Regions from separate parts of the Mus musculus genome. Here region 1 is linked to region 2. The links are chromatin contacts, called in public HiChIP or PLAC-seq maps. All regions are on one chromosome and are shown on one strand. The core of a region is the stretch at or near the end of the contact, and the rest is flanking DNA. Distances in the headings are between cores, read along the strand shown. Region 1 holds the start of Cnbp (cellular nucleic acid binding protein). Region 2 overlaps Rab7 (RAB7, member RAS oncogene family).

Region 1 (3,711 bases), core at 1,061-3,560, 160 kb after region 2:
TAGAGCAGGAGTCTATTTCTTCAGCATCATTGACAGCTTAACTTAAAAAAATATACTTTATTTATATATTTTTGTATGTATACGCTTGTGTATATTTGGAAATGTGCTATCCCATGTGTATAGAGGTCAGAGGACAAGTTGGGGGCGGAGGAGCATCCATTCTTTCCTTCTCACATCTGGGTTCAGAGATCAAGCCCAGGCTGTGAAACCAGGCAGTGACAATGTTACTTGGTGAACCGTCTTGGTTGACCCACAGCTCAGCTTTTGGTAAAGCTGTTTTGTTTTGTTTTGTTTTTCTGCCTTATTTTTAAACATTTTGTGTGAAATGGGTGGACATATTCAGTAACTACAAGTTAACTTCCATTATAGATCTCCTTGCCAACTATCACAGTGCCTCATGGCCAGTCTGGTTCCATGAATAGTGATAATTAGAGAATGTTGGGCGCCAAGTGAAGAGTCATCAGTTGTCACACCACCACGCCCAGTTTCAAAGCAATTTTTAATATAAGAAACATTCCATCCCTGGGCCTAAAAGAAAGATCAAACAGTTTATGTGTGATTGTGCTTAAAATGGTAAATTAGGAACAAGTCAAAAAATTATTAATTTAGACTGGTATGATGTCATGCACCTTTAATTCTAGTAGAAAGAGGTAAAGGCAGGCAGATATCTTTGAGTTCGAGGCCAGGCAAGACTACATAGTGAGATCCTGTCTTAAAAGCAAAAAGCAGTTTAGGGTTCTCGTGTTTTGAAGCAGTAGGGGCTTCATATATAGCTTTGCCTTATACATACTCACTGCTAGAATTTATGAAGATGCTGCTTGTCTGCAGTTGCTTTATCTGCAACGCTCTGTGAGTTCAAGATCAGCATGGTCTATGAGTAGTGAGTTGCAGGATGGCCAGGGCCATGTAGAGACCCTGCCTCAAACAACGAGAACAACAACAAAGATTTATGTGTATGTGGCTGGGTATATTTATGTGCACCTCCTAAGTTAGAGGACATTAGATCCTCTGGACCTGGAGTTATATGTAGTTGTTAGTAGGATATAGGTGTTGGGAACTGAATTCTGGTTCTCTTCAATAGCAGCATGTGTTGTTGCTGGTGTTTTTTTTTTTTTTTTGTTTTTTGTTTTTGTTTTTTTTTGCTTATTTTGAGACTGGGTCTGACTATGGTTGAACATTTTGTTCTTCTGTTGAAATGGAATCTAGAGTCTTGTGCGAGACAAATGCTCTTCTAAACCATATCTACAGCCCAAAGGTCTTACTATGTAGCTATGGCTGACCTGGGACTTGTTATGTAGATTAGATGAACTTGGACTGACAAGAGATCCTACTGCCTCTACTTCTCAAGTGCAAGCGACTAAAGGTATGCACCACCACGCCTGGCTGCTCTCAACTTCTAAGTCATTTCTGCAGGCCCATGTGTAAGTTTAAAGAGTAAGTCGCTAGCGGAAACTAAAATCTAGACAAATTTTAGTACTTTTTAGAACTCAAGAGACTTGAGATTTCCAGATTCTTCATGTTTGTATTAAAAAAATCATTAAAACGGGACAGAGTTCTAGAATGCTTTAGTTTATATAGAAATTGTCTTCAGGGTGTGTGGTAACGCTAGGGAATCAAACCCAGGACTTACAGGAAAAATTTATCTTCTGCTTTGAGGACCTATGACTACACACACAATCTATTTTGGAGACACCATGAAATGCAAACGACGGTCACTCCTGAATGGGGCAGCCCAGGCAATAACTTTCTTGGCCTCCTCTCATCCACAAATCCTAGGGATGTCATTCATTATGGGTCACAAGAAGTGTTGTGACACAAATCACCTGTCACCATCTTCAACCTCATTAGGCATTTTCATTTGGGGCTATTGCAAGCCAGGGGCACTAGCAGCGCGCTGTCGGTTTATACCCAGGAAACACAAAACCCAAACGCATCTCATGGACCGTAACGGTAGCCACAGCCGCTTCTATGATCAGGCCACTAAGACCTTCCCCCAAACCTAAGTGTGTGTGTATTGGAACCTGGTCTGCTTCTGAGCCCCACCAGGCTTAGGGGAGGCCGGGCAGGGGGAGATTGGCTCCCGCAAGCTGCGACCACTGCCCGGATCAGCCCCGTAGGCTGGAGAGAACCAGCAAAGGTTCGAGGGACGAACTGCTAGTAGGAAAGCAGCGAACCACTCATCGTAGACACGGAACCCAGGTACGGGCGGGAAGGCCGCGAGCGCTGCGGGCCGGAAGAGGCTGGGCGTGGAGCAGTCCGCCCCGCCCCTGCCGCCCTCGCGCGAGGCCGCGCTCCCAGCGGGCGATTCTGATTGGCTGGCCTGGCTTCCTGCGCTGATTGGATCCGTGGGCGAGGCGGAGGAGAGCCGTGCGCAGCGGCGTGTGTGGGGCCGTGTGCAGACCCGCGTGTGGCGCAGGCAAGGACCCTGAAAATAAACAGCCGCTGCTTTGCGAGTCGCCTTCTTGGTTCTTCGTCCGAGTCTCCTCCGCTGTGGGCAGCTCAGACGCCGAAGGTGAGAGGCGAGGGTGTAGCCTGCGCAACGGAGGTGGCGGGGTTGGTGCGGCCGAGACGGACGGAGGGCCGGAACTGCGAGGCGCGATGGCGGCCGCACCTCGGCCTGCGCCCTGCTGCGTCAGGCGCGGGGCTCGGCCCGAGCGGCGTCTCGGCTCCAGTTTCTGGCCCGCCGTACTGTGGCGGGCGTCCTGTCCGTCCTGCGGCGCTGGCACTAGGGCTGGAGCGTGGGGCCCTCTCTTGGCCCCGAGGGCCACGCAGGCCTCATCCGTGTGGCGACGAGGCCCGGCGCCCTTGGGGCCGAGGCGAGGAGAGTCGCGCGCGGGCCTAGCGCCGAGGGCCAGTGTGGCGGGAACTCCTGGAACGGGGCGGTGTGGCGGGGGCGAGAGCCTGGTCGAGGTGGAGGTCCCCAGGCCGAGCGCCCGGTGGAGGCCTGGCGGGCCATGTGCCAGCGGCTGCGGGGCCTCAGGACCTGGCCTGTGACGAAGCCCGCGCACGCCGCTGTAAGGCTTGGGAGTCTGGATTCGGTTCTCTGTACTGGCGACCTTTATTCAAACTCCTGATTTCTTGTAGTTCGTATTCTTAAGCAGCTTATTCGACATCGTTAGTCAAAAGAAACCACCTTTCCCTGGATCGATGAGAGTCAAGTCTTAGGTCCCTCACCCCCCCCCCCCCTTTTTTTTTTTAATGGAGCGGGAACCGGGTGGATAGGACCCGTAGGTTGTCAGGCCTTTAAGGCCATCAGGGTGGCAGAAGTCCTTGCCAATATTTCTCGGATTAAATGGATATAAATTACAAGAAAGCCTCGGAAGTAGAGTTGGCAAAGATCAATCTAGATTTTTCATTACCGTGAAAACCTGTTTTAGGACGGTTTAATCGTTCTCACTTGGGTTTAGGTGTTGATTTTATAGGTGAAGCCTTTTGCCTGTTGCCACATGTCAAGCACATGGCCTCGGCCACCAGGCACTTTCAGAGGAAGTGACTACATCTGGGGTGGGGGTGGGGGTCTTGGAAAAGGAGACATTGCACAGCAATCGGCTGGTTAGGTTTTTGCAATATTCTTGAAGACACAAAATAGACAAGAAACCACGACACTCAATCTGACTGCATTAAAGTAAAAGGGAATTAAGTTATATCCCCAATTTACCCCCAGATGTAGTTTTATGTGATAAAAATTACCATTTCCTGTTGCTTGACCCA
Region 2 (3,926 bases), core at 332-2,831:
CTAATTAAAAAAATGGCCTACAGACTTGTTGACAGAAAATATTACAGAAATATTTTCTCAGTTAAGGCTCCCTTCTCTCTGGTGACTTTAGCTTGTGTCAAGTTGACATAAAACTAGCCAGCACAGGGCGCTCCTTAAATTGGTTCCTAACTGGCTGTGGTGGCACACACTCTTAATCCCAATGCCCAGGAGGCAAAAGCAGACAGGTCTCAGAGTTAAAGACCATCTCGTGGTCAGCCAGAGCCACACAGAAACCCTGATTCTAAAAAATGAAAGAAAGGAGGAAGGGAGAGAGGAAAAGGAAGGAAGGAAGGAAGGAAGGAAGGAAGGAAGGAAGGAAGGAAGGAAGGAAGGAAGGAAGGAAGGAAGGAAATAGGTTCCTTTGCTGAGAAAGTAGTGCTTAATCTTCACTTGTGAGATTTGTGAGTCTGTTTGGAGTGTTAATCCCAACTGCTGATGCCAGTAATGGACCCAGCACTTGAGGAGAGAGAGGGCACCGGCATCCGTTCAGCCCCTGCCCTGCTGTCTTGTTAGGTTAGCTAAAGGGTTCACAGGCCGGGGGCCAGTCTGAGTGAGGGCTGGGGCTCAGCTCCTGGCAGACCAGAGTGGCTGCACTGTAGACAATGCAAAACTGCCTTAATGTTTCTTCAGCTCACCTGCACTTTCTCCTCCCGACAGCTTCAAGGATGACCTCTAGGAAGAAAGTGTTGCTGAAGGTCATCATCCTGGGGGACTCTGGGTAAGTGTTTCTCACGAATCTGACCTCAGATTGGCTTGGAGCTTCATCCTCACTGATCTCAAGGCAGTTCCACATTCGGCTCTGGGCCTGGCCTCTATCCTTTACTGTTGGGGTTTCCTGTGTTTGGCCTATTGAAATGCTTAAGGAACCCTCAAACAAGTATTTTCTTGTTTTTGAAAGTGCCTTCCAGTGGGGTAGAGTATAGGAATAGTGTCTCCTGCCCAGGACTGTGAGAAATGGCATACTGTCTGAAAGGAGTCTCAAGGCCTTTGAGGATTACAGACCTCACTCTACTTCTGTAAATTCTAATTGTGTTGCAGAACTGGGTAGAACCAGCACCTTAGACCACTGGTCAGCCATTGCGCTATACCCCTGGCAAGGCAAGCACTACTGTCTTAGGCTGTATGTATGTGCACTCTTTGTGGAAAGCCTTGAACAAGGAAAGCATTGGCGCTTTCTTTAGGTTGCATTACCCTGACCCTACCCTTATCTTACTGAACACTTGGTTGGTGAGTTTTCTTGGTGAAAAAATTCCTTGGGAGGGACATTCTTAATGTTTTATTATGTATGTGCATATGCGTGTGGGTGTGAAGGTCCGTGCAAGAATTGTTTTTCCTCCTGCTCTGGGGGCCCTGGGATTGAATTAAGTTTTCAGGCTTGGCAATAGGTGCCTTTCGCTTTAGCCATCAAACAGGCCCTGTTTTGTTGTTTTGCTTGGGCTTTAGTTTTGAAACAAAAACTGTGGCTCAATGCCCTTGAACTCACTGTGCAGCCCAGTCTAGCCTCAGGCTCTCAGTGCTGCTGCCTCTATCTCTAAGCACTGAATTCCAGGCATGTGGGGCTACACCTGTCTTGGAACATTCCTTTCTGGCTACATACTGCTGAGTGGCTTCCTCCTGGTGTTACTTGACCACACTGAGTGATGCATAAACACCTGAGATTACAAAGCCGTTTGGAGTGATCTTATCACAAAGTTCCATTTAGGAGTGAGTGAGTTTGTGTGTGTTTCTTTTAGTAAAATGCTTTGTTTTGTTTTTAAACTGTTGCAGTACCGGGAGTTAAACCCAGGCCTGGTGTATGTCAGGCAAGCACTCTACCAACTAAACGCTCTTCCTAGCTCAGGCATGTTGCTTTGAACATTGTAAACACAAATCCCTTTCAGTCCCTTATTTGACTCAGACATGTGGGTTTTGTTCAATTTCAGTGTTGGAAAGACCTCTCTCATGAACCAGTATGTGAACAAGAAGTTCAGTAACCAGTACAAAGCCACAATAGGAGCGGACTTTCTGACCAAGGAGGTGATGGTGGACGACAGACTTGTTACCATGCAGGTGAGCCACTGCTCAGCCTGGAGCCAGACTGCCAGCTTACTGAGTCTTCTTTAAATGAAGTCTTCTTTAAATGGTGGGTGGGTGGGTGGGGGTGGAGTTGGCTTGCTTTCTTCCTTTCTGTGAGTTGTAGGGATTAAACACAGGTCATGAAGCTTCTGTGCGGAGCACTTCACCTCTGGGTAGCACCTTCTGTGCTGAGCCCTCGTGTAGGCCCAGTTGATTGCATCCAGACTGTCTGTCATACCTCCGTGCTTTTCAAACTTACCATTATATTTGTGGAGAATGGATAATTGGCTGCAAATAGTGTTGTTGGATAAAATAGCAGTAAAAGCACGGTCGGGAGCATGGTGGAGACAGAGCCCGAGCCCCATGCAGGCTGAGTGCACATGCTCCCGCCATGCATGAGCACGGAGCCACACCCCAATCCTAAATTTGAAATTTATATTACAAGACAACTAGGAATTTTTGTAAAATTTAATTTTAGCTACAGTTATTGTCTTTTTTTTTTTCATTTCTTTTCCCTTTCTATTTATTTATGTTTGTTTTTTCAAGATAGGGTTTCCTTGTATAGCCTGGCTGTCCTGGAACTCACTCTGTAGACCAGGCTGGCCTCAAACTCAGAAAAATCCACCTGCCTCTGCCTCCCAAGTGCTGGGATCAAAGGTTTGTGCTACCATGCCTAGCTTCTTTTTCCTTCCTTTTTTCCTTCCTTTTTTCCTTCCTTTTTTCCTTCCTTCCCTTCCCTTCCCTTCCCTTCCCTTCCCTTCCCTTCCCTTCCCTTCCCTTCCCTTCCCTTCCCTTCCCTTCCCTTCCCTTCCCTTCCCTTCCTTCCTTCCTTCCTTCCTTCCTTCTTTCTTTCTTTCTTTCTTTCTTTCTTTCTTTCTTTCTTTCTATAAGGATTTATTTATATGTAAATACACTAAAGCTGTCTTTAGACACTCCAGAAGAAGGCATCAGATCTCATTAAGGATGGTTGTGAGCCACCATGTGGTTGCTGGGAGAATTGAACTCAGGACCTCTGGAAGAGCAGTCAGTGCTCTTCACTGTTGAGCCATCTCTCCAGCCCCTTCTTTTTCCTTTCTAAACTTAGCAACCTACCGGTTTCTTCTGTGTTCTAAAATATCTTTATTTATTTATCTTTCTTTCTTTTGGAGGCATTGGTGTCTGTATTCATGACTGACCTTGAACTCATAAATTGCACTGGGGTGCTGGGATTAAAGTTCTGTAGCTTATCTAAGTGCCTTTGTTCAGTGCTTCAGCTTGGAAATCTTTCTGGGTTTTCCTAACTTCTGATAGCAAATATTAAGGTAGTAGTTAACTATTTAATTGTTGACTATCCTAAATTGATGTCTCGGTGATTAAAAGTGATTTAAAGCACTAGCTGCTCTTTACAGAGGACCCAGCTTCAGTTCTCAGCACTGCTGTGTATAACTTCAGTTCTAAGGGACCTGATACCCTCTTCTGCTCTCTAGGCAATTTGGTGCACAAGTGCAGGCAAACACATAAATAAAAACATTTTTATAAAGTTGAGTTCTGTAAGGCTGATTTAGTGTTTCCATATGTCTGCGCACCTTATGCCCCATGTGTATTAGTATACATGGTTGTTGAGGCATTTTATGTAGTGTGTACACTGGCTTGTGCACGAACGAACACCTCTTGAAAAAGAATCCCAATATATTTGTCTTGTCTTCTGGTCCATGATCTCGCTGAGGTAGTTGGTACAGTGACACCAAACTAAAGAAACAGGAGAACATCTTTTTTGTTGTTGTTGTTGCGTTTTACGTTAAAACTGAGGTCAGGCCGGGCAGTGGTGGCGCACGCCTTTAATCCCAGCACTTGGGAGGCAGAGACAGGTG

What was found. HiChIP or PLAC-seq counts read pairs in DNA pulled down with a chosen protein or histone mark.
Region 1: a contact with region 2 is called in an H3K27ac HiChIP or PLAC-seq map of embryonic stem cells, with 25 read pairs. The contact joins the promoter of Cnbp here to the enhancer-like site in region 2. A contact is called at or near these places in 1 of 39 promoter capture datasets (neutrophils), 5 of 484 Hi-C or Micro-C datasets (the C2C12 cell line, bone marrow-derived macrophages, differentiating embryonic stem cells and 2 more), 15 of 115 datasets of contacts at active chromatin or transcription factors (CD8 T cells, bone marrow-derived dendritic cells, bone marrow-derived macrophages and 10 more) and 5 of 9 other capture datasets (adipose tissue, embryonic stem cells, liver and 2 more).

The regions. Positions count from the first base shown.
Region 1 is chr6:87,849,705-87,853,415 of GRCm38.p6, reverse strand. It overlaps Cnbp (cellular nucleic acid binding protein), which reads left to right and starts at 2,310. Exons shown (of 5, transcript NM_001347325.1): 1 at 2,310-2,512. Gm44064 (WAS/WASL-interacting protein family member 2) reads right to left here. Exons shown (of 2, transcript XM_030255689.1): 2 at 1,103-3,056. The coding sequence ends at 2,178.
Region 2 is chr6:88,010,451-88,014,376 of GRCm38.p6, reverse strand. It overlaps Rab7 (RAB7, member RAS oncogene family), which reads left to right. Exons shown (of 6, transcript NM_009005.3): 2 at 679-739; 3 at 1,944-2,070. The coding sequence starts at 687. Among named protein-coding and RNA genes, the nearest start is that of Gm34872, 7.4 kb to the right of the region's middle. Within about 2 kb of position 1,581, at least 33 of the 459 cell types and tissues checked have an H3K27ac peak or open chromatin away from gene starts, as enhancers often do. A contact at or near this core is called in embryonic stem cells and trophoblast stem cells, where this site is marked.